4 separate regions of the Mus musculus genome follow, and all the other regions are linked to region 1. The links are chromatin contacts, called in public HiChIP or PLAC-seq maps. All regions are on one chromosome and are shown on one strand. Each heading gives the region's core, a stretch centred on a gene start, on an enhancer-like site or on the middle of the called end of the contact. The rest is flanking DNA. Distances are from core to core; before and after follow the strand shown. Region 1 holds the start of Inava (innate immunity activator). Region 2 holds the start of Zfp281 (zinc finger protein 281). Region 3 holds the start of Pkp1 (plakophilin 1). Region 4 holds the start of Platr22 (pluripotency associated transcript 22).

Evidence for each region. HiChIP or PLAC-seq counts read pairs in DNA pulled down with a chosen protein or histone mark.
Region 2: an H3K27ac HiChIP or PLAC-seq map of embryonic stem cells shows a contact between it and region 1, with 2.8 times the contacts expected there. The contact joins the promoter of Zfp281 here to the promoter of Inava in region 1. A contact is called at or near these places in 1 of 484 Hi-C or Micro-C datasets (embryonic stem cells) and 1 of 115 datasets of contacts at active chromatin or transcription factors (embryonic stem cells).
Region 3: a contact with region 1 is called in an HNF4G HiChIP or PLAC-seq map of pancreatic cancer cells. The contact joins the promoter of Pkp1 here to the promoter of Inava in region 1. A contact is called at or near these places in 5 of 39 promoter capture datasets (3T3-L1-derived adipocytes, the HPC-7 cell line, liver and 2 more) and 4 of 115 datasets of contacts at active chromatin or transcription factors (embryonic stem cells, epiblast stem cells and pancreatic cancer cells).
Region 4: a contact with region 1 is called in an H3K27ac HiChIP or PLAC-seq map of extraembryonic endoderm stem cells. The contact joins the promoter of Platr22 here to the promoter of Inava in region 1. A contact is called at or near these places in 2 of 115 datasets of contacts at active chromatin or transcription factors (extraembryonic endoderm stem cells and pancreatic cancer cells) and 1 of 9 other capture datasets (adipose tissue).

Annotation. Positions count from the first base shown.
Region 1 is chr1:136,232,605-136,239,582 of GRCm38.p6, reverse strand. Inava (innate immunity activator) reads left to right here and starts at 5,303. Exons shown (of 10, transcript NM_028872.3): 1 at 5,303-5,680. The coding sequence starts at 5,478. It also overlaps the pseudogene Gm3878.
Region 2 is chr1:136,622,033-136,628,345 of GRCm38.p6, reverse strand. Zfp281 (zinc finger protein 281) reads right to left here and starts at 3,445. Exons shown (of 2, transcript NM_177643.4): 1 at 3,295-3,445; 2 at 1-3,074. The coding sequence starts at 3,060. The coding sequence ends at 379.
Region 3 is chr1:135,915,272-135,921,878 of GRCm38.p6, reverse strand. It overlaps Pkp1 (plakophilin 1), which reads left to right and starts at 2,672. Exons shown (of 14, transcript NM_019645.3): 1 at 2,672-3,068. The coding sequence starts at 2,867.
Region 4 is chr1:136,692,914-136,699,171 of GRCm38.p6, reverse strand. It overlaps Platr22 (pluripotency associated transcript 22), which reads right to left and starts at 2,961. Exons shown (of 5, transcript NR_037986.1): 1 at 2,781-2,961. It also overlaps the pseudogene Gm24086.

The DNA of each region.
Region 1 (6,978 bases), core at 4,054-6,553:
ATGGTCCGAGCTGTGGTTTGAATAGGTTTGGCCCCCATAGACTCATGTGTTTGTCTAGATCTTGTCAAGTTGGAAATCAATAGTAACACTCACAAATAATAATGGCAACTCCAAAGGTATCCTTTGCCTCAGCTCTAAAAGTTCCCAACATTTCTCCTCTTGGGTCTCATACTAGTCAAGATTCTCTAGAGTTACAGAACTTATGGGATGAACATATATATGGATTGTATTGGAATGACTTATAGGCTTCAGTCCAACTAACCCAGCAATGAGCAGCTATGAATGAGAAGCTCAAGAATCTTGTAGTTGCTCAGTTTCACATGGCTTGGTAGTTTAGCTGGTCTTCTGTATAAGCCAGAACCCTAAAGAAGTAGGCGCCAATAGCTGTGCTGTCAAGTAAGTGCAAGCAGTTGAAGAAGAACGAATCCTTCCCTCTTCCACTGTCCTTATGTAGGCCTCCAGGAGAAGGTATAGCCCAGATTAAAGGTGTGCCTTAAGATCCGGATTAAAGGTGTGTGTCATTCCTACCTCAAGATCTGAATCAAAAGCTTGTGTCTTCCAACCTCAAGATCTAGTCACAAATATGCCCTTTATTTCTGGGTTGTAGTTCATTCCAGATACAGTCAAGTTGTCTTAGTCAGGGTTCTCCTGCTGTGAACAGACACCATGACAAAGGCAAGTTATATAAAGAACAACATTTAATTGGGGCTGTCTTACAGGTTCAGAGGTTCAGTCCATTATTATCAAGGTGGGAACATGGCAGGGTCTCGACAGGCACGGTGCAGGCAGAACTAAGAGTTCTACATCTTTATCTGAAGGCTGCTAGTGGAAGACTGACTTCCAGGAAGTTAGAGTGAGAGCCTTAACCCCACATCCACAGTGACACGCCTACTCCAACAAGGCCACACCTTCTAATAGTGTTATTCCCTGGGCGGAGCATATGTATGAACCACACAAACTGAAGATTGAGAATAGTTATCACAATCCACCCTTTGTCAACTTGACACAAATCATATCTCATGTCCAAATGAAAACAATAACTAGATCATAATAAGCCTACCATGATAATAACTATCCCTTGTGTAACTGTAAATGCATAAGCAATTATCAGGTCATAATGATGCCTAACATAACTATCCCTCGTGCAAATGCAAATGCTTTGTAAATTTAGAATAGGTCAATGTCCCTTAGGAAACATTCTTTTAGTAACAAAATAAAACAGAAGAACTCATGTCGCTTATAATCCTCCTTTCTGCAACTGGTCACGTGGCCTTAGCTGGAATTTATAACTACCTTCCTCTGCTACCCATGCTGTATTTCCTCCACCCTCAGCAAGCACCTCAGCAGGTCTTGGCTCTTTTCCTGGAGGAGTGACCCGTACCTTCATTCCTGATGGGTCTGTGCCCTTTGTCATCCTGTTTGGATTAGGCTGTTGTAGTTCCTCATTGACTTTAATCACAGGACATGGTACTAACAGGCTTTCTAAGGGATCTCCTGCACTCCAGACATAATCCTTCTTACCTCCATTGTAGAGAGGTAATCCAATTTCCCCATGGTAATCTGGATCTATCACCCCTCCTAACACTGTTACTCCTCTCTTAGCCTGTTGGTTTAAGGGCAATAGAAGCCAAAAATGACCAGGGGGAAGTCTGAGCTTCCAGTTCAATGGAATGTTTGTTGTAGCTCCTGGTAGGAGCACTCTCCCCTCCGGAACCAAAACTTCTAGGCCAACAGAACCTAGAGTTGTAGGGACAGGAAACAAAGATTTTCCTAGAGGGTCACTAGGAGTGATAGTGAGTAGAACTATTTCCTTTTCCATCCTTTGATTCCTGGACCTGTGGATCCTGGCTATGGGAGAAACTGTATCATATATCAGGCACTGATTCAAAGCATATACTGCCTTCTGAAGAATCCTGTCCCAGCTCTCCATGATACCACCATCCAATTTGCACTGTAACTTTGTTTCAAAAGGCCATTCCATCTTTCTATCAGACCAGCTACTTCAGGATGGTGGGGAACATGGGAAGTCCAGTGGATTCCATGATCGTGGGCCCACTGTCACACTTCTCTGGCTGTGAAATGAGTTCCTTGGTCAGACATAATACAGTGTGGAATAACACAATGGTGGATAAGGCCTCCTGTGAGACCATGGATGGTGGTTTTGGCCGAAGCCTTATGTGCAGGAAAGACAAATCCATCATCTGAGTAAATATCCATCCCTGAAAGAACAAAATGTTGTCCTTTCCACGGAAGAAGTGGTCCAATATAGTCAGCCTGCCACCAGGTTGTTGGCTGGTCACCTTGGGGAACGGTGCCATATCTGGGGCTCAGTGTTGGTCTCTGCTGTTGGCAGATCTGGTATTCAGTGGCAGCTGTAGCCAGGTCAGCCTTGATGAGTGGAAGTCCGTGTTGCTGAACCCATGCATAACCCCACTATGGGCACTTTGTTCATGTGCCCATTGGGCAATGGCAGGAATGGCTAGAGAAAGAGACTGTCTATCCACAGGATGGGCCATCCTATCTCTTTATTACTGAATTCTCCCTTGCCTGAAGCCACTTTTTGATGAGAATACATGGGACACAAATATCTTCACATCCTTTGCTCATTTGGAGAGATTTATCCACATACTTCTTCCCCAGATATCTTTCTTACCAATTTTCCAATGGTGATCTTTCCAAGTTCCTGACCATCCAATTAATCAGTCCATTTGGCTACAGCCCATGAGTCATTGAACAATGGTATATCTGGTCATTTCTTCTTCCAAACAAACTGTAATACCATGTGTACTGCCCTATGTTCTGCCCACTGTGAAGATTTATCTTCACCAGTATCTTTCAGGGTTGTCCCAGAAAGGGGCTGTAATTCTGCAGCTGTCCACTTCTGGGTGGTACCTGCATAACGCGCAGAGCCATCAGTAAAGTAAACCAGGCCCTAGTCTTCTCTTCCTCAGTCAGCCGATCATAGGGAACCCCCCATGAGGCTATCGATACACTCGTGGCATTGTAACAGGAATAGGAACCATAGGTATTTGGACAACTTCTTCACGTAATTTGCTTGTACCTTCAGGACCTGCTCGGGCTCCGATCTTGTATATACCACTTCTGTTTGATAATGGAATGCTGCTGTGCACGTCCTACTTTATGACTTGGAATGTCAGATAACACCCAGCTCATGATGGGCAGTTCAGGTCACATGGTAACTTGGTGGCCTATTGTCAAACATTCAGTTTTCACTAAGGCCCAATAGCAGGCCAAGAACTATCTTTCAAAGGGAGAATAGTTGTCTGCAGATGTTGGTAGAACCTTGCTTCAAAATCCCAAAGGTCTCTTCTGTGATTCACTTAAAGGAGCCTGCCAAAGGCTCTAAATAGCATCTTTATCTCCCACTCACATCTCAAGTATCATTGGATCTGCTGGATCATATATATAGTCCAAGTGATAGGACAGCGTGGATCTGTTAAAGAGCCTTCTCCTGTTCCAGGCCCCTCACAAAGCTAGCAGCTTTGCAAATCACTTGGTAAACGGGCCTGTGTGATGCATTCAAGTGAGAAAGGTGCTGTCTCCAGAATCCAAATAGACCCATTAAATGTGCTTCTTTTTTGGTGGTGGGAGGGCCCAGGTTCAATAACTTCACTTTAGAAGGAATACCTCTGCATGCCCCACGCCACTGGACTCCTAGGAATTTTACCGAGGTAAACAATCCTAGAATTTTGGCCAGATTTATCTCCCATCTTCTGATATCCATATGTGTGGCCAATGAATCCAAAGCGGTTGCTACCTCCTGCTCCAATCAGCATAGAGTCATCAATATAGTGCACTAGTGTGATATTTTGTAGAAGAGACGGACGATCGAGATACCTTCTAAGTTATGACACAGGGCAAGAGAGTTAATATATCCTTGAAGCAAAACTTGCTGGCCTTGCCAACTGAAATCAAATAGCTTCTAGTGGTCCGTATGGACAGGTACTAAGAAGAAGGTATTTGCTAGATCAATAGCTGCATACCAGGTACCAGAAAATATCTGAATTTGCTCAAGCAAGTACACTGTCTGGTACAGCCGCTGCAGTTGGAGTTGCTAACTGATTTGGTTTCCAATAGTCAACTGTCATTCTCCACAGCCCATCTGTCTTATGCACTGGCCAGATGGGAGAATTAATGGGAGATGCAGTGGGAGCCACCACCCCTGCCTCTTTCAAGTCCTTGATGGTGGCACTGATTTCTAGAGTTCCTCCAGAGATACGATACTGTTTTTGATTCACTATTTTCTTAGGCAGAGGCAACTCTAAAGGCTTCCATTTCAGCTTTTCAAATCATAACAGCCCTCACTCCACAGGTCAGGGAACCCATGTGAGAATTTTGCCAACTTCTAAGTATTGTGTATCTATCCCAATTATACATTTCTGGAACTGGGGAAATGACCACAGGATGAGTTTGGGGACCTACTGTGAGTTGGACATCAGCCAAATCTTCATTAATCACCTGTCCTCCATAAGCCCCTACTTTAACTGGAGGGCCACAGTGTTTCTTGGGATCAGTGTCAATTCAGAACCAGTATACAATAGACTCAGAAAAGTCTGATTGTTCTTTCTTCCAGTGCACAAGTTACTCTTGTAACTGTCTTGTAACTTCCCCTCCCCACCTCTATCTTAAATCCCCTACAGCTCGTAGGTCCTGCTGTGTTCCCTTGCCAAGATGTCTTGTACATCCTGCCTGTCAAAGGTTCCTCTTTAGAGAGCACACTCCTCTGGCCAGGCTTTGGGGACCCTCAGCCTGGTTCAACCTCCACTATCCGTTGGTTTTTGGTCTTCAAACGTATACCAGCTTGATCTGGACTTAAGAACCCTCCTAGTAAAGGAGTCTGAACTTTGAACTGCCATGCTTGGCCCTGGCAAGGACAGTACCAATGTAAACAGAACCAACGGAAAAAGGGGAAAGCGCGAGTTTGAATGAATGGATGGTTTCGTGGGCTCGTCGCAAGCAGCAGGAGGCGCTGCCCAGGAGTGTGTGCCTTGCCGCCAAAGCCGGAGTTCTGCCCGCTGCCCCCAAAAGGGACAGGGCTGGGAACTACGGAGGGGAGGCGACCAGGGTTCGATCGCGCCGCAGTCCCGGCCGCCAGAAAGGATAGGCGAGGAGGGGGAGGGGCGTGCCGTCTCCTTTCATTCTTCCACGCTTGGGTCTCCGGAATGAAAACTGCCCCCAGCCGGGCCAGAGAGAGGGGATGAAAGGCGGCCCCTAGGACCTCTAGTCGAGCCTCGCCCCGCCCAGATTTCAGAAACCGGCCTTGTAGGGGGTGTCACACCACGAGGCTGCGTGAATGCGGGAGACAGGGAGCAGCGTCGCCCCTCGCGCTGTTGCTGCCGCAGGATGCACACTTGGGCTGGCATTGCCCCAACCCAACGTGAGGCCCCGCCCCGTCTCTGGGTTCAGAATCTCGAATCCCTTCTAGCATCTTCCCCTCTCTTCACTGGGCCTTTGGTATGCCCCAGGGGACAGATGTCTTGGGATCTTTAACATTTGGGATGCTGCAAATGCCGAAGTTAAATGAAATACCTCCGGGGAGGGGAGGCCCGGGGGAGCCTTGGGGAGAGGGAAGATGGGCGGGACCAACAGGTCCTGAAGCTGCGCGACCGGCGCGGGGGGCGCGGGGGCAGGCGCGAGGCGCCAGAGCTCGGTGGGACAGGTAAGGCGGAAACTTAGTGAACGGAGCGCGGGAGAACTGGGGGGGGGGGGGGGGGGAAATCGAGCTCCTGAACCTCGGTCTTCATCCTCTGCAGAGGCAGTCTTGCAGGGAAAGGGGGTAATTTTACCAAGGGGTCGAGCATTCCCGAATTTCTACCCCAAAGCTGTTTCCAACGGCCAACCTTTCTCCTTCGACTCACTCCCCCGGCCGGTGGCTCTCCTGGCCAGGTTCCGAGAAGGCAGAAAGCAGGCAAACAAAAGGAGCCGGAGTCCCAGGCCGGCCTAGAAGGAGAGGGCGCGGTGGGGGAGGGGCTGGGGGGGACAGGACAAAGGGGCTTTTTACAGAGAGCCTTAGAGGTTTGATTTCAGGGTGCATCTTCTGTTACCCCTAGTTCTCCACCCTGGCTTAGTTGAGGTGAATACCTTTCCTAGTGGCCAGAGAGGAGTGGAGAAAGAAAACAGATATTCTTCCACCCCTCCTGCCCAGAGAGTCCCCGACTATTTCCCGAGCTCCGCGGCTGGTCATTGATTTGTTAATGCACTAAGTAATTGTGGGAATGCTGGTGGTTGTGCTTTGCTGGGTGCTGTTGGGGTGATGTGGTCAGGTTGAAGGACTTGGTTTTAAAAACTTTGACTCCTAAAGTATCACAGAAACTTCGGGGGCAGCGGAGAGAGCGGAGTATGTTTGGTTACAGGTCTGTGAAAGAGTTTGGACACGAAAGGTTTTGAAGAGATGGCTGTCGTGGAAAGGGCTTGTCTTCCACCTAGATGGGATTCCGGTGCTAGAAAATCTCACTTCCTCGCCTGTCCTCGTAGCCAGTGGCTCTGGGACCTGGGATCAGGGAAAATGGGTGCTGAGTTCCAAGTTAGTTTTAAGCTTCCTCTGGAGAGTGCCCACCTATCCCTTGATGGTGTCTTCCGATAACATCCATCTTGGCAGGAGGACTGTTAGTTAGGTCAGCCTAATTCCAAACCCTAGATTCTAGTGGATTGGGGGGATGCCGAGTTTGGACTTGGTTCAGTGCAAGCAGGTTGGTCTGTAAATCTATTGCTGAGCAACGGATTGATGCCCATCTTCAATGGAAGGCACTGCCAGTGCTGAGTTTCTGCAAAACGAGAGGAAAAAAAAAAGAAGAAGAAGAAAAAAGCTTCATTGCACAGCCTCCTGCAGGAGGCCCGGAGGGTAAGCCTTCCTCCCTGGTAGGTGGGCATCGAAGAGTGAGGAAGCTGCTGATTGGCTCCGGGGCTTGCCTCTTTGCAGGTTGCCTATTTCTTGGGGTGGGCTGTGTGTGTGTGTGT
Region 2 (6,313 bases), core at 2,196-4,695, 390 kb before region 1:
TAATCCTAGCAACAAAGTTTCTTTTTTTTTCCTTTTTTCTTTTCTTTTTTTTTTTCTGTACTTTTTTTGTTTTGTTTTATTTTTTTTGTTTTTGCATTTAAAACTTTTGGGCTATTCCCTGACAATCTATACATGTAAATTTGATTGCTAAACATTGTCACTTTGAATGTCAAACTATTTTTAATCTATTGATTTTGATTAAAAATCATAATACAAACAGAGCTAAAATCACACTAACAAAATAAACTAAATATGAAAAGTTGCATTGAAAGGGCATTACATTATTCTTAATAGGATCGTGTAGAAACATTCCAATGGCAGTGTTCTCAAAATAAAACAAAATTACATTAGACTCCCAGCCTGGTCACTCTCGAGACCTTACCTGTAACTCTGGCTGGTGGGTGTCTTTACTCTTGTACTACATGGCTCACTTACATCAGACATCATATTTGTATACCCTGAGAAATCTGACACTGAAGTCCTTACTCTATGGTCCACTTCTCCATTAGAGTTAGTGATAAAGGTCATTGGCACCCTGCTGCCCGACTTAAACTGAGAACCGAATGCTTGTGCAAAGTTCTCAATCTGGTACGTTGTTCTAGGCTCTATGTCTTTCTGAGGATCAATCTGGCTAGCTAACTCCTGAGATGGAATCTGAAAGCTCGTTGAGGACTCTAAATTTTTCTGTTGTTCCTTCTGGCTAGTCAATTTCTGAGATGAGGACTGGAAGGCTGATGATGTCTCTAAGTTCTTCTGAGAATCTATCAGATCATCCAGCTCCTGGGAAGGTGTCAACTGCTGATGTGTAGCATCCAAAGCAGATAAATAAAGACCTGGTTGAGATCCAAACAACATCCCAAAAGGAGGCTTTGGCAACGAAGATGGCAGCACTGAGGTAACAGACTGGCCAAAACCACACTCCAAAGGAGATGTAGTGTATATCTGTTTTTCTGGAAACAAAGTGTGGTTGTGGAGAGGTGAAGACAAGCTGACAAATTGGAAACCGTGTCCAAGAGTAAAACCTGCATTAGTGGATTTTTCGAAAGCCTGTTGGAGGTATTTGGAGTATTCTTGCAACATGCTTGTTTTATCATTTGAAGGTGTTTGGGTGCCTGGGCTCAAATTTTCTTCTTGAACCAATTCAGAGTGTTCTCCTGAGGTGTGTAAATCCACTCGTGGTTCTGTTAAATTGAAAGGATCCTCCTTCTGTGTTTCTGATTTGCCAGAGTACTGATCCAAAATACTTTGTAAAACCTCATCAGGAATTCCAGACTTGTCGTGACAAGACTTAATTTCAGCATTTAGAGCTGAGGAGTCAATAAGTGACAATGGCGCCTCATTGTCCAAAACACTGACCCCTGCAGACTGAATGACTGACTGCTGGGAGACCATGTGTCCTACATTGATAGAAAAGGCACTGTTGCTGCTGGCAGTTGGTAGGTATCTTCTCTTCTTTGAAAACTGCATGGCATCATCATAATTACTACTTATCGGGCCTTGCTTGCCACTTGTACTTTGGAGAAGACTAATGGTCTCCACACTATTATTCGATACGATGCCAAGTGAGCCACCTGGCTTACCAGACAAGGATTTCTGCCCAACTACGTCTGGTAACGGTGACACAAAATTAAGGTAGCTTTTATCTGCATTCTTTCTGCTTCCTTTCTTAAAGATCAATTTTGGCACCCTTTTCTGCAGTTCATCTATTCCAGTGCCAATTATGCTCCCACTGGTAGACACAGTAGGCATTTCTACTGAATAACTCTGCATGTTTATATTGTTTGACATTTGTGATTCATTTGTTTTGCCAGTCTTGTGTTCCTTATTTTCAATAGCTATGCTTTTCGACTTCGACTTTCTCCTTGAGGAACTTGTATTTCCCTGAGACAACACAGCCAGGTTACCCATACTGTTATGGTTTGATGACCCAGGTTCTGCACTAGCGGCTCCTTTTGCTATGGCTTCACCACACGTGCGCCTGTGCTTCAACAATCTGTCAGTCCTTGAAAAATACTGTTGGCAAGTGTCACACTTGTATGGCTTTTCTCCACTATGTGTCCTCTTGTGTCTCTCCATATGGTACTTCTGAATAAACTTCATGCTGCACTGATCGCACCCAAAGGGTTTCTCTCTGCTGTGAATTTTCTCGTGTCTCTGCAGTAGGTATTTCTGGATGAAACCCATACTACACTGGCTGCACTGGAAAGGCCTTTCGCCCGTGTGGATGAGGACATGTCTCCGCAGGTGGTAGGAGCTCCTGAAAGCAGCACTACAGTGATCACAGATATGAGGTTTCTGACTTGGGGACAGGACGGCACCTTCTCCCTCTCCAACCAAAGGTTTGGAAGATGCACTTGGCTTCCTCTTGGCTTTGATTCCCTGAGATTCTGGCTTTGGCCTCTTTGCCTTTTTGACGTTAGCGTCCTGCTTTGGCTCCTGGTTGCCGTGCTCATCAGTCCTGCTACCGCTGCTCAGTAATACATCGCGGTGGTGCTGGGCCGGTTGCTGCTGGGCATGCTGGTGCAGAAGACTGAGGTCTTGGATGACGCCGTGGCTCCCCCCTTCCCCTCCTCCTAGGCCTGGTGATCGCTCTTCAGCCCCAGCGAACAGCCCCCCATAGTGGTGGTGGTGATGGTGGTGGTGGGACGGCTGCTCCTCGGGATCCGCAGGTTTCTCCTGCTTGATGCTCACCAAGGACTGCAAGAATCCCCAGGAGGTCCTCTGCGAAGGGAAGGCCGCGGCTGACGCCGCCGGCTCCTTCTTGAAAGTCATGTCCGGGGCTGGCGGAGGGGGGGGCTCAGCGGCCGGGGCTGCGGAGGTAGAGGAGGATAACACGCACTGCGGGGGAGGGGCGGCCGTCCCCGCCGGCCGGGTGAAGCTGGTGACCGGGGGAAGCCGGTGGTTGAACATAACCATACTCTGGGGGAAGGTGGGCTCCATCTCTGCTCTCCTGCCGCCGCCGCTGCCGCCGCTGGCGCTGCCGGAGCTGCCGCCGGAGCCGCTACCACCGCTACTGCTGGGACCGCCGCCGCCGCTAAGGAACCCGCTGCCGATTTTCATACCCCGGAGGAGGCCTGGCTGCGGAGAGGAGGGAGAGGAGGGAAGAGGGGGAACGGCGGTAGGGCCGGGCCCCGGGCCGGGACCACCGCAGCGTTTGGGACCCGCCGCGCCGCCGCCCAGCCCGCACCGCGCCCGGCTCCCGTCCGCAGCCCCGCCGCCTCCGGCCCGGCGCGCTCGACCCCGCGGCCTTCTTGGCCGCTCCCGCGCCCGCCCCGGCCCGCCGGCCACACTTACGGGTTCCGCCGCCGCCGCAGCCGCCGTCGCCTCCAGTTAATAAAAATAACGCCGTCCTCTCCACAATGGAATTAAAAGCCTCCCCGCTTCTGCGCAGCCGCGGCGCGGTGTCTGCCGGGAAGTCCTCGACCGGACCAGAGGGGCGCTCGGCGAGCCCCGTGCGCCTGCGCCTCAGTTTCCGCCTGGCTAGCCTGTCAATCAAGCGGGCGGTTGGGCGGAGCTGCTGGGGGCTAGGTGGGAGGGGCGGGGACTTGGAGGCGGACAGCGGAGGGTCTTCCGCAGCGAGGGGACGTGATTGGTGGCCCTGCTGAGGGGCAGACAGTGGCTGAGGGTTTCTAGGGAGAAGGCGCTCCGGAGGTGGAGCCCAAGGGGCGGGAAGTCCGGGGACGCCAGGAGAGCGTGTTGCAGCGTGGCGTGGGAGCTGCAGAGGAAGGGGTTAGGGAAGGTGGAGACACTGAAAACTGAACATTGGCATTTGGTTCACTTTAGTGTTTGCAATCCAAGTATTGAATCAAAATCAAACAGAGAATAGGATTCCTTAAGGTACTTGTGATTCTGCCTGAAAGCTTTAAACTCGTAACGGTATTGATTACAGATAGCTTTTACTCCTTTTCAGAATGGAGACAGCAATAACGCTTGTCTTTGCCTTTATTGAAGGAGCCTTTGAGACTGCCATAGAGGAGGGACCGCTGCAGAAAATTGTCTCAGTGCCAGCCTACCTGAAGGCTACGCAAAGGGAAACCACGTGTAATCCCAGGTGCAGCTGTCCTGTAAAACACGCCCACACACACTTCATCATCAGATGGTATTTAAATGCCACGTACTTTCTCAGTTGTCTGAATTTGCTTATTACGTTGAATACTAACTAGCCTCAAATACTGGCCATCGTTCTTGTTTAAAATCTCTGTTAGGATACATACCCCACTCTCCCAACCCCTCCAGTATAGAATACCTAGAAACTTGAAAAGTTGTTCCTTATTCAGTTGGGGGAAATTAGATAAAATCTTGAAATTAAAAGTTCTATCGACAAAACCAAATAGATATTAATTTAGTGCCTAATAATGTATAAAAGGCATTCACAGCGAGCATGCAAAAATCTAAACCAGCAACTTTCCTAGGTGTATTTATACACCACAGACTTTTTAATAAAAAGACCTGGAGAACAGTTATTTACATAGTGTGTTTTCTTAAAGAAATCACACGTCCATATTCTCATAGTGTTTCTCGAGATGACTTCTTGTAATAACTTCCTTGAGAAATTTTGCAATTAAAGCCATAGCGGTGTATTGTTTACCAACACAGGCCTCTCTGAGCCTGCCCAGAAACCTTAAAACTGTATTTTATGAATAGTTTCATGAGGCATTGTATCTTCCTAGCCCCATGGAACTACAGTTAAATTATTTCCTGAAACTACCAGGTATAGCTAAGCGTTGAACACTGAAAATTCAAAAACTTCAGACAGTAATAAAATATTAGTCAGTGCCAGTGAGAAATGAGGCTGTCCCTGTACTCAGGGTGTCCATGTTTAATGGTAAAGCTGGGCTGCACATAAGCCAGCCCAAGCATGAAGGGCAGTGGGACACTCATATGAAAGCCAACTTTGTTCTACAGTTATCAAGATAAGAAACCTGTCATTTCTCTCATTCACGCTGTCAGCCTTGAGCTACTCCAAGCAGACTTACCTCTAGGTTGTATACCCCATATATCAGGAAGATGAAGAGACCCTGTAAAATAAAACGGAGGGGGAAAGCTGTTAGCGCTAATCATTCCGCCAGTGGAAATGCCCGAAATAAACTTTCCCGGGAACAGACAAAAGAAGACACACTTCATCAACGTCCATTTATTTTCCCGTTTTTCACCATTAGAAGTCGTACCTTGAGCATTTATATGATAACACACCAGCACATCACTTATACTGGTTGTGCTATTCAATTCTTTGGTGATAGAAAATAGAAATAGTATCCTAACTACATGGAATAATAATTAGGAGGTGGCTAGATGATGAAACACTTAATATTTCTAAACTCCGTCTAAACTCCGTTTGGAGCAGCAACTTCAGTATATCTTATCATCTTTGAAGTTATAAAATTAGGAAATAATTGAAAGATTAAACACTACAGGTTACTGACATAGTTCAGTGATACTGTGGTTGCCTACTGTGGATAAAGCTTGAACCCCAGTACCAGTGAAACCAACCAACTCCTTTAAACCCTCAAACGAAAGAGATAAACGTAGGTAATAGGGACTGCGGACATAGCTCAGCAGTTAAGAGCATTTGTTTTTCTTGCATAAGATCAGGGTTTAATTCCCAACACCCACCTAGGGGGATCCTGCAGGCATGAACATGGCACATACATGGATGCGGGCAAAAATTCATATACATAAAGTAAATAAATCCTCAAAAAGATAATAAATGCGAATTGTCTATTTGAAACAGAGTCTCACTATATTCCCAATTCATAATCTTCCTATCTCTGCCTTCCAAGTACTGAAATCACAGGCTAAGCCCCCACACCCAGAAGTATGAATATTTTTAAAAACACTTAATTTTTAAAAAGATTATGTTTGAGACAAGATCTCTCTTTCCCTTAGACCAGGTTGTCCTAGAATTCACAGAGATCCATCTTCCCTCCTAAGTGCTGGGATTAAAGGTGTAGACTACCAACACCAGGCTAGATTCTTTTTTAAACTTTATTTTATGTGCATGATTGTTTTTGCCTTCCTGTATACATGTGTACCATGTGCATTTCTGGTGCCAAGGAGGTCAGAAGAGGGTATCCATAGCCCTTGGAAGTGGAGTTACAGACATTTTCAAACCAGTGAGTGCTGGGATTTGACCCAGGTCCTTTGAAGAGTAGACAGTACTCTTAACTGTTGAGCCATCTCTCGGGCTGGAGATTTTGTGTATTGTACTTAGCATTCACAAGGCTCTGGGTTTGAGTCTCGGGACTGGCAAAAAAAAAAAAAAAAAAAAAGCATGGTGCTAGAGACCTTTTGTTGCACATGTGAAGCCATAGAT
Region 3 (6,607 bases), core at 1,423-3,922, 320 kb after region 1:
CCTTAAGGGCTCTCTCATACTTCAAGCACTGAACAGAGCACCTGAGATCTCCCTTCCCTATAAACATCGCAATGAGATCACAGCTCCAGAGCTCCATGAAGATCCATCAGAGCTGCCCCTCACTTTACAGATGTGGTGCAGGAGACAGAGGATGTCACAGAGACAGCAAGACACAACACAAGGGAGGATAGTGACAAGCATGCCTGACTTCCCAGTGCCGGAACTGTATATGCAATATTACACACACACACACACACACACACACACACACACACACATATACACACACACACACACACATATACATACACACACACATACATATACACATACACACACACATACATACACACACACACACACATATACATACACACACATACATATACACATACACACACACATACATACACACACACACACACACACACACACACACACACACACACATATATATATATACCCAAGGCGTTGAAAGGGTTCAGAGCCCACTGCTTGATAAAGAAATCTTAAGGAAGCAGCCAAGTACTGCCACATTCTGGACCCAATTGTTCTGCCAAACTTACAGTGCCTCAGTTTCCGAATCTGAAAAGAAATGGTGATGGTGATGGTGCCAAGTTCATAGGATCATTGTAAGGGTGGCATGGGCCACATAAAGAGAACCCATAGCCCCAACTGTAAGCACAGGCTTGTAGGAACATAGTGCAGATGCTTCCTATTGCTATTGGTGCGACAAAAAATAATGTCAATATCCAAATCATAAAGCAGAAGCTAGACAAATTGAACTTTACACCCGGAAGCGGTTTTTTAAAGGAAATCAGTTTGGGCTTCCACGGACTTGATTTTCATAAGAATATGAGCTACCCCATCACCTGCTTCAGGGCCCTGTGTATTACAGAAGATAGCAGAATTATCATTATTTAAAGACTCAATTAAGGTTTATTGTGGCTAACATGTTAGGTCTCCGGTAGTCCAAGCGTATGCTATAATGGAGTTGCATTTTTATAAGCTGTTGTGTGTACTTTATAGTACACTTGGGCCCTCATGGAACCGATGTGTACAGCATTTAATGCCTATTTTATAGGACTTTTAAGAGAGGCTGGGTAGTGGGAAGGAGAAGCAGTGGCCCAGGAGCCACCAGGCCCGGTTAGAAGAGAGGCTTTGTCACTTACCGGGAACAAGCTGCCTCTCTTCTTACCATTAACATGTGGGGCCAGGCTGTGATGTGTACAGCAGTCTGTGGCTGGATGCAGACTCTCAAACGTGGAGTGGTGATAATGGATTGAAGGTGTCTCACTTTAGTCACCAACAATGGCATGTTTGGGCTCACATCTGTCTCGTTTGTTTGTTTGTTTGTTTGTTTGTTTGTTTGTTTTAAGAACACAACCCTCAAGTATAGCACTGTTTCTAGAGGAAGCTAAGGTCTGCTTTATAGCAATCTGCTGTGCAGGTGGTTCCTGTGACTGACGTCTGGAGAACAGCCGAGCTGCCTGTATGTGGTACCCACCTCTCTGGAAGAGAGGTGACAACCATCACGGGGTTGCAGTCAGTCTCCTTGGTGCATAAGTAGCAACCAGTCTTACTTTGTGATTTCTATGCAGATTAAAGGAGCAAGCAGAAGAGGACTCCTGTGGGCAACAAGGTACAGCTACACCTGAAGGCAAAACCAACGGCATTCAGTCACTGAGACCCTCAACCTAAGCTGACAAGATGTCACGGCTGCGCACATCAGTGATGGACACCCAGAACCAGAAACCCGAGGCATCAAGAAATGCATAAGATATTTCCAGTATAGCTTCAGTGGGTAAAGCAGGGTGTGATGCCTTTAAGAAAGATTGCCATCAAAGTGCTTTTAAGACTCAGCTGCTGTCACACACCAAATGCACTGCTGTGTCACCCTCCATCGCTCAGGAGGGTGCCACATGCTTGAAACATCCCCACACACATCCCAAGGTTGTGTGCACATAGAAGAGAACACACACAGTCCTTGGCACATAGTAGGGAGTTTTTCCAGTAAGGGTCTGAGTAGGTTTCAAGTTAGTGTTTATCTCAACTTCTCATTGGACGCCAGGCATTGGTGTGGGGGTAGTACATGCCTTTTCAGAGAAGGTCCATTATTGACAGGATTTCTGTGTTGGGTGTATCCACAAGTGAGTGTTACTTTGTGGGTTGTTTTGTTTTTTAAGTCTTGCCTTGCCCCTGCCCCTGACTTCACTCCCTTCAAGCTAAAGGCACTCTCTTTGGCCAGTGGCAAAAGATCCCTCATCCATCAGCCTGAGAGCTCCCAAGGAACAGGGCTGGTCTCTGACATGATCTCAATGCTTGAGGGTCGCTTTGCTTTAGGGGGCGAGGGGAGGCGGAGAGGGGGAACTGAGCTAGAAGAGCTCCCTTTTCCTCGACAGAGGTCCCCCGTTGGTCCTTAGCTGAGCACGCACTTTCTCCTGGAGGCAGCAGAAGCAGGACCCAGGGGCGTCTCCCCTGGACGTCACCTGGAGAGGAAGGACGAGCCTGGGAGCATTGCACACCGGGCACTCCCCGCCGCCCAGCACACACACCCCAGCTCCCTCCTGGCAGCCACAGTGCCCTGCAGCTCGCGTCTGAGCGGCGGCCTGCGGAGTGGGTGGCGCAGGGCAGGGGTGGTATATCCTGTCTGACGGAGGGCGGGTCCGGCCAGTGCCTACTGAGGGACGAGCCGGGGCGGAGGCGCCAGGAGCAGCAGCCGGGAGCCCTCACGCGGACCAGCGCTCTATGGCCAAAGGGAGCCGCTGAGAGGAGAACAGGCGCTCGCTCGCACCCCGGCTCGCACTCTCGCTCCCCTGGCCCGCACTCGCACCCTCGGCTCCCCTGGCCCGCGCCTCCCGCCACCATGAACCACTCTCCGCTCAAGACCGCGCTGGCGTACGAATGCTTCCAGGACCAGGACAACTCCACGCTGGCTTTGCCCTCTGACCAAAAGATGAAGACCGGCACGTCGGGCAGGCAGCGCGTGCAGGAGCAAGTGATGATGACCGTCAAACGGCAGAAGTCCAAGTCTTCCCAGTCGTCCACCTTGAGTCACTCCAACCGAGGTAAAGGCGCGCGGGCTGCGCGCGGAGCCCTTGGGACGGTGCGTCCCTCCCGATGCGCTTCCGTCGCCCCGTTGGGGACTGAATGTCAGCCCGCTTTGACGGAGTCTGTGAAGAGTGCCCACATCTCAGCAGTCAGGCCATTGCCACAGGGTGGACCCGGCCGCCCCCAGCTAGCCTGCTGCTGGGGATTGATGGCACGCTGTGGGTCAGGATGGGTAGCTCACTGGGGGACACAGCTGGGATTAACTCCTGAATCCAGATGGCTCTCTTTTCCCAGTCCTGCTTCAGGGGCACCAGCCTCCGATTATCTTCAAGTGTCTGTCCTAAAGTTTCAGACCCGGGTGCTCTCGCCTACCTCTCCCCACATCCTCTCATTCATGTTCCTCAGGCTTTGCAATCGTCAAAACCGGCTTGCGCCCAATAGGAGAGAGACAATAACCCTAGTGAAGGTGGTGTTTGAAGGAGGAAAGGGAGCGACTCAATTACTGTGATGGAGTTTGGTTCAGGAGAGGCATTATGGAATTGGGGGGGGGGTCAGGGAGCGCCCCCTACACACACACACACACACACACACACACACACACACACACACACACACACACACGTCCCTGGGATCCCTTGATATTTTACATAGAGTCTCTAACCAAACCAAAGATGCAAATCTGACTAGAAGACTATCATGGGGCCAGTTCTCTGTTAACAAGGAAGGAGGTGTGAGTGCTCACTCTCTTTCTCTAATCCTTAATACAGAGCCCCCTTCCCCTGACCCACCTTAAGTAGAAAATAGTGTCAAACCGGAACCAAAATGGATTGGGGGGGCACCACTCCCAGTCTCAACTGAGCCCTCTTCACAGTGAGTTTGGGCTTCCAGTCCTGTCCTCCCCGATGGCCCTGATGTGTGAGTGACAAGCCTCAGTTTGGGGGAGGCCAGGAGAAAGGGACCAGGTCCCTGAAGCTGAAGGTGGAAAGTGCACCTGACAAGGTGTTACAGGTGGGAATTTTAGAGTGAAATTTTCATACAAAGGATTCCCAGTAAGAAATATGCTAACCTTTGTTTAACAAATATCATTAGCAAAACTTGAACGTATTTGTTTTTATTATTTAACTAGATGGAGTAAAATGCTAATAAAAGTCCAGGTCAAACATGCTTATAGAGACCTGGTTGGGGGAGGGGGAGGGCGATGGGTAAAGGGACAAGGAAAAAACAAAGGAAGTAGACTTCTGCCACCCCTCCAGCGAGTCAGCAGGCCCACACTCTCTGCCCCTGGCATGTGTCCTCTTTCCTCTGTTCCCTAGTGATCCCTTGGTAGAACTAAGGAAGAGAAAATGGCTGTTGGCACACTCTGCCACCTCCCACACCAAAAAAGCTCTGCTGCTCCCGGTGCCCTTTGCCCCTGTCTGGGCGCCTGGCACCTCTCCTAACAGATGCGCACTCCCTTGCCTAACTCCCCTTTTATTTACCGCCTTTGTCACTGCTTCATTTGAAAGCAGGTTTGCAGTGACAAAGGGCCTCCTGGAGCCACAGCTCAGGGCACAGCTTAAGGCCACCCACTCCTCTCTGCTTAATGCCTGACCTTGTCCCTTTCCACCCCCCACCCCCCTCTTCACACCCCCTCCCCCCTGCTCTACCTGTCTCAGCTTCCAGATCCTAGAGCCAGGAAAATCTCAAACCTGGGTTCAGGGCCCAAACATCCCTTCTCCCTAACCTATCAGGGCGTTCCCTGACATCTGTCATCTCAAAGTGCTGCTTCTAGCTTGGGCTTTGTGGGTAGCCATCTGATGATGTCTCTACCAAAGGTCCCCCAAGGGGATTCATCCAGGTGAAGGCTTAGGGCTGACCCTGATGCCTCCCAGTGCATACTTGTCCAGAAACTCTCCTGGGACTGGCCCTGTGGGTGTGTCTGCTCTAACCTCAGCCTCTGGGGAGGTTCCCAAAGGGGGCCAGTTCTCCCAGCTGGAATAGGCGGTTGGGGCACTTGGAGCTGGTGTGGCTGGTTTATCTGGCTTTGTTTTCGTCAGATTTCTCTGTCCTCTTCATCTGAAACGCCCAAGTGTGTGTCTGCTGCACAGCCATTCTGCACTCTCTTTCTCCTGGTGATTTCCATGCCAGGAGCCTGCTTTCCATGTTGGCAGAGATCAGTTGGCAGCCATGGAAGGTCTCTGCTCCCTGGACAGTTGAATTCTCACATAATCTTCTCCTGGAACAGAACACCGGTTTCAGTAGGGTCTGGAGCTCCATGCCTCATACCCAGAGCCTCTTTGTTAGAACCCACACTCTAAAGAAAGCTGGCCCCACCCAAGGGGTTGCTCGGCAAAATGGCCACTGTTCCTTGTGCCCCGGGTGAACAGCCAGGCAAAACTTACCAATAACCCTGGTGCTTAGAAGAGGCTTTTTTCCCTCAGACCCTCGTCCGTCAGGCCCACCCTTACCACCTTCTTCTCTTTAGGAAGGGAATTTTGAGCTGTTAAGGGCTGGATACGGAAGCTAGCACCATTTTAATGTATGTATCTACTTATTCTCTCCTTATTGGTGGTAGGCCAGATCTTTCAACTTGGTCATGAAGTCCCCAAGAGGGCTATAGACCATGCAGAGGGAGATTGCTATCTATTCAAGGGATGTCCATGAAGTAGCTCTCCTATGTGCTCAGGGTGTCCCTTTGTGTGTCAGAGTGTCAGGTATATGTCTTCCTGATGATGTGGGAAATAAGAAGCAACTGGTGTGTGTGTGTGTGTGTGTGTGTGTGTGTGTGTGTGTGTGAAATCTGTTTAGCAAGAGATCTTTGCTGGGGAGTATTGATGTTTCTAAGGGTGGGAAAGACTCCTGTGGTTATTGATAACAAGCTGTCTTGTGAAGGTGAAGAGCTGACAGTCTCCTTTCAGATGTGTACACTGCATCTGGAATCTCTCCCTTCAACTTATCCCATATCTCGTTTGATTCAAGCACAACAACGGCCACCACGACACGCAGATCACACACAAAGTTTCGTAAAAGGAGCTTTCTTCCAAAGTATCTACCATGACCAGCATTTTACCCGCATGGTGCTGGCTTCTTAACGAACTGTCTGTGTGCGTCTAAATCCCCATCTCGGGCCAGAACTTCTTCCTTCTCCCTTCAGTGGGTATTTCCCACTAAAGCACAGAACCTTTATTCCTCTGTGAGCAGAGACTGGATTTTGGCTGGATTTGAGGAGGTGCCTGCTCACCCTCCAAGCTTCCCGCCTGTTCAGGCTCTGCAGTCTCATGCCCGCTCCTGCGTGCCCTGTAAGGGCAGTCTTGGGCGGCCCTGCCTTTGGTGACTTGCGTGTTTGTATCTGTCTGTGTCTCAGCATGAACCCCTGCCAGAGGAAGGTTCTGCTCATTCCATCCTTGAAAGCTGCCCTGTCCTGGCCACGGACTGTGGGTAGACACCACTGTGGGGTTGTTTTCTCAGGCACCAAGCTGAGATGAGAGATGCTAAAGGGCATTTGTGTTTAAGCTTGTTCCAGAGGCAAAACATACTAATTAAACTTCAAATGAACCAATTCTGTTTCTTTACCATG
Region 4 (6,258 bases), core at 1,712-4,211, 460 kb before region 1:
AAACAGTCATGTTTCCCAAGCCAGGCCTTTGAGCACTCCTCGAAGCTCTCCTGCAGAGAGGAGCCTGGAGCCCTTCCCCTGACCCTTTCTCTTCTGTTTTCTTCCTTCTCTTCCCCAATTCCCTTTGTTGGTAAGCTAAACTGTTCTGAGCCAAGCTAGGACTTTTGTTTTTTTCTGGTTGGCCTTCCAGAGCAGGGTTAAACCAGTTTGGCAACCTGCCCCTTCCCTCTCAGAGTTTCTCCTCTCTCCTCCTCGCATCTCAAAAAAGTGCTACTGAGGCTCACCGTCTTACCGCTCTGCAGAATCAACAGCACACAATCTGCTATAAATAAGTGAGAAAGAGCCAGAAGAGGAGGCCAGGAGAGAGAATGTGAACCCAGGGTGGTATGTGCCTGTAATCCCAGAATTCCAGAGGCTGAGGCAAGAGGATCTTGGCAACTTTGAGGTCAGCAGGGTCTATGAAGCAAGACCTTGTTTCAAAAAAAGTGGAGGCTGGGCCAGGAGAGATCGCCACCTCATCTAGCAACGGAAACGGGACTCCAATTGAGCAACCCGGGAATTTAATCATTCCCTGAAGCCGACAGGGGTGTGCCCAGGGCTTAAGGGAAGCCTATCAGGACACATTCCTGCCTTCTCTATCTCCATGCACAAGTCTGACCCTCACTGCTGAGGGCTTATCCAAAGGGCTTTTCTGAATCCAAGAAATAAGCTAACTACAATTGAGAAAATAAAGCCCAGAGCTGGAGAGATGGCTCAGTGGATAAGAACACTTGCTATTTCATAAAGGATCTGCATTTCCAGCAACTGAATGGGGGTTCACAAGCATCCAACTCCAACTTCAGGATGCACAAGATGTCCAGACCTACCTGCAAGAAAAACACTCATACACATAAAATAATAAAATAAATAGGTCTAAAAGAAGAAAGGAAAAAGGCCCAGTTGCACACTTAACCCCACCACTCAGTAGTCAGGAGAGACAAGGGCATCTCTGTGAGTTCAAGGTCAGCCTGGGTTACACAGCAAGCTGCAGGTGGGGCTACACAGTGAGACCCTGTCTCTAAGAAAAACCAAAAATGAATAGAAAGAAAACACAGGGCTGGAGAGATGGCTCAGTGGTTAAAAACACTGGCTGCTCCTGCAGAGTACCCGGACTTGATTACCAGCACCCACATAGTTTACAACTGTCTATAACTCCAGTTCCAGGGGATCCTGGACCCCTCATCTCCATGGGCACCAGGAGCACACATGTGATGTGTACCAATATATATACTTATATACACAAATAATTAAAATTATTATAAAAATAACATCCTTATATATCAACTGGCAAATGGTCACTACCCTAACACCTCCCAGGACACTGACTCCTTAACATAAGCCCCAGGACCTTAACACTTCAGCCACACTCGTAGATGGTCCAGACCATCGGTGCTAACTGTTGAATATCTATGTGTGTTGCTCTCTCAAGAAGAAAAGTCCCTAAGATAGTTTCCAAAACCTTGGGAAGCACTGGGGAGGAAGGCTGGACTTTCTTCCCTTCCCAGCACCTCCCCCGCCCGCCCTCCCCCCCCCCCCCCCGCACACCACCCCCACATCCTGCACTCTGCCAAGCCCCCCACCCCACCCCCCACCCCCCCGCCGGCACACCCCAAGCAGGCTTACCACCCTCCACCTTGCTTTTCTTTTCTTTTCTTTTTTTTTAATTTATGAAACGCTTCACAAATTTACATGCCATCCTTGCAGCAGGGGCCAGGATGTATCATTCCAATTTTAGTATATGTGCTGCCGAAGTGAGCACTCTTTTCTTTTTTTTAATTAAAATTTTCTTTTTGAGAATGTCATACATAAATAGTTTCCTCCCTAATTGGGAGTCCCAGTGCTATTATTAGTTTTGGGTTGGTTTTTTGTTTGTTTGTTTGTTTGTTTAGTTTTTCGAGACAGGGTTTCTCTGTATAGCCCTGGCTGACCTGGAACTCACTTTGTAGACCAGGCTGGCCTCGAACTCAGAAATCCGCCTGCCTCTGCCTCCCGAGTGCTGGGATTAAAGGTGTGCGCCAGGTTGTTTTATTTTTTTAAGTTTTTTGCTCTTTTTGTACTGGGACACAGAGCTACACATCAGCCTCAAAAGGCTAGTTTTTCATATCTAATGCATCACAGAACTCTCTAGAATCTCCCTATTTATACTGCAGTGTCACCTACACACACACATACAGTGAAGTCATACATCTTTACGTGCACAGCACCAAGAAACTAGAAACATCTAACATCCTATCTGTGAGAAATATGGAGAATTCTTACACCACAAATTCAAAAAAGGCAAAGAAAACACAAAACACATATAATTTGGGGTTTCCCATACGTTCCTGGATCAAAAACAACATCTAAGGTTGCTATTTTAAAGCCAAATTAAAGTGTTGATGTATATGTGTGTGTGTGTGTGTGTGTGTTTATGACAGGAAACGTCCCTAACAATAACACTTTATTTCCTGCAAACTACAAATAAATTCCATGCATTCCCATGCTTACTTTGCTCTGGAGCCCAGGGCCACTGACTCAGAGTCCGAGACCTCCTGTGTCATTGAGAAGAAAGTTTCTGTTAGGGCCCTAAGGTCTTTCTCAATGTTTTGAACCACTTAACAAAGAATTTGACAAACTGAGATACGTGAAACCTTAGTCACCAAGGACGGCTTCTACGACCTCAGTCTACAGGTATTTTTACCGAGCCATCCCTGAGTCACCAGGCTCTGTAAAAAACTCCAGTATGATCTTGTTTCACTAACCTTCACATCTTTTCCTAACGGAGCTTGCCGCCGGTGGTCACGTGGTACTGATCCTCTTCCTTTTCGGGGCGCAAGCAGCAGAGATTCAAGGCAGTCCGGTAGCCCGATCCGCACCCACACAAAAGTGTTTGGTAATCGCTAACTAAACAAAGAGGAAACGGCCAGGCCTGAAGCCACATTCCCAAACTGATTCCTCGGAACATTCCTCCTTAGAGGTGCCTGCTGACCCAGGGCGGTGGCTAACCCCCTGCTGTGCACAGGAATCCACCAGGCCCACATCTTACAAGCCTCTCACTCAGCGGTCCCCAAACTTACTGGACACTCCCTTTTCTCTAGCATCGTCATTAACATTCCACCTGTACCTTAGGCCTTGCCTGTCTGGTCAGTTCTGCTGAATTCACAGCCCCAGGTATTGTGGGTAATTATCCCTTGCTTACTCCAGGAGTAGTCAGAAGTCAGGATGTCCGTTTGTTTTTGATGGAGGGGACTGGGCCTCAGGCATGCCTGGCTTTCCTCTACCACCGAACTTCCTACCTGTTAGAATTTATGTCCTTTGGTGGGAAATGCTCAAATCCAAAATCCATTGGTCTGTCACTACCAGTTTTCCAGGGGAGACAGGGTGAGGTAGCCTCGCTTCCTACTCACCTCTTTCCTGGCATTACAGAATATGCCAATTCCTTGGCCTGGCACTTGACCTACATGACTGAGAGCTTACAAACAGGAGTTGCAGTCTGAATTCAGAGTCCAGTCTCCTCTGTTTAATAGACCTTGGGCAAATTGTTTCACCTCTCTGAGCTTCAAGGTTTCTATCTGTGAAACAGAATAAAAGGTACCTGGCTTTTGAAAGAAAGGTTTTTTTCTAGAGCAGATTAAATTGGCTACGTAGCCGGGCAGTGGTGCCACATGCCTTTAATCCCAGCACTTGGGAGGCAGAGGCAGGCTGATTGCAGAGTTCAAGGCCAGCCTGGTCTACAGAGTTCCAGGACAGCCAGGGCTATACAAACCCTGTCTCAAAAAAAAAAAAAAAAAAAAAAAAAAAAAAAAAAAAAGTGGCTATGTAAAGCCTGAAGTATGCTGGCTCTGGGGCACACGCCCTAAGTGCCAAGAGCTGGTTTTCCGGTGCCCTTGGCCCATCTTTAGTTAATACAGCTTTAACACCTGGGACAGAAGACAGAGGAAATGGAAAGTTGGGCTGGAAGGGGAAGAGGGCGCCTGCGGAAGCATTTTACAATGTGAAGTGAGGTCAGAGGCACAGACACAAAGATCAAAGCCTCGCAAAGTAGGAGGTGGGTGTGTCCCAGTCTGAGGAGCCAGGTCCTACCTCCAAAACCTCCCCGCTGCACTAAGCACCCAAGGATGGGACCTCTTCCCTTTCTCCCCTCACAGTCACCAAAGGCCATCGCAACCAAAGGATGAGAGCTGAGGGCAGGCACCGAATGCACTTCCCTAACCACAGAGACAGAGTTAAACATTGTTTTAAAAGGGGTGTGCTCAGCAAGTATTTGTCGAATAAATAAAAGCTTTGCGTGAAGGAGAGTTAAGTATGCCCGTGACTAACTGAGATTAAAGAAGCATTGGGGACTGCCATTTCTCTTCACCCTGAGAGGAAGAGTTAAGTTTATGGTTCAGGACATAATGTCTGCTACTGATAACCAGCTCTGTAGAATGAAAGCAATCATAAACAATATGTAAATGACTAATGCAGCTATGGCCAGTAAAACTATATTTGTTTATATATTTATATAGATGTGTATGTTTGGGTATATATATACATATGTATATATATATGCAAAAATGAATATACATGCAGAATCACACAGAGAGATTCAACGTTTGAATGATCTCATATGTTAAGACTTAGGATTTTGGGGCTGGTGAGATGGCTCAGTGGGTAAGAGCACCCGACTGTTCTTCCGAAGGTCCAGAGTTCAAATTCCAGCAACCACATGGTGGCTCACAACCATCCGTAACAAGATCTGACTCCCTCTTCTGGTGTGTCTGAAACAGCTACAGTGTATATTACATATAATAAGTAAATAAATCTTTAAAAAAAAAAGACTTAGGATTTCTTTTATTTATTTATTTATTTATTTATTTATTTATTTATTTATTTATACTCCAAAATTTATTCCCCTCCTGGCCCACCATCTGACTGTTCCACATCCCATACCTCCTCCCATCCCATCCCTGTCTCCACAAGGATGTCATCCCCCCACTCCCAACCCTGCCTCTCCTGCCTTAGGTTTTTCTAACCACTTAAAAACTTAAGAACCAAGCCGGGTGTGGTGGCACACGCCTTTGATCCCAGCACTTGGGAGGAAGAGGCAGGCGGGGATTTCTGAGTTCGAGGCCAGCCTAGTCTACAAAGTGAGTTCCAGGGTAGCCAGGGCTATACAAAGAAACCCTGTCTTGAAAAAAACAAAAACAAAAAAACAAAAAACAAAACACTTAAAAAAAAAAAAAAACAGCTGGGTCTGGGAGATTACAGGAAGTTAAGAAGTTGGAACAGGAGGATTGCTGTACATTCCAGACCACCCTGGGCTATAATATGGGACCCTGCCTCAAACAGACAAAAAAATGTAGAATCCATTCTTGGCTCACAAACCTTTATGAGACTAGGTGGTGATCAGATTTGACCCTGAGCCAAATTCTGCTTAGGAAATGACAGGAGATACGAAATTACAAGAGATACAACCATAAGGAAATGTCAACTGAGTATGTGCTATGTGCTGGGACCTGCTAAGTACTACTGATTGCCACAGTCCGGAAGAGAACCCTGCAGTCCCTGCCCTTAGGAAGCTTAGCGTTCTAAACAAACAAGATAGCTGGCTGGCTCCTTGGGAAGAGAAAAGGATCGGGCAATTACAGGCTCAGCTAGGCCAGGTCAGAGGTCTGCTCTCTCCTCTGTGGCCCCCAGATCCGATCTAATGCACTAGATCCCAGTGGGGTACCATCTCTACTCACAGCTGGTAGCAGCGGAAGCCAGGGCACAAACCTTGATTTGTCTCCAAGCCTGAGACTTGGCAAGAGTCAGGAGTCCCAGGTCCGAATCTTCCCTCTGCTGGATTCCTAGCCTCAGTTTCAACGACAGGAAGGACAGACAACAATCAGGGCTGTGGAGAATGGTGGTGCTCACCCAAGCGCCTGGCACGGTTTGATGAACATCAAGATGACTTCTCCCTCTTCCTTTCCTTCCTCTTCTCCTTCTTCTGCCTCTTCTTTTTCTTGTATATTTGAGGCAGGCTCTCACAGTGTAGCCCTGGCTGGCCTCGAACACACGCTCTGTAGACCAGACTGGCCTCAGACTCACAGAGATCCATCTGCCTCTGCCTCTCAATTAAAGGCATGGGGCAGCATTCCAGGGTCTTCTTCCTCTTCTTCTTCCTCCCCTTCTTCCTATTCTCCTTCTGATGGCTTCCACTATGCTGCTCAAGCCACCTTCAAACTCATAGGAATCCTCCTGCCTCAGTCTCCCGAG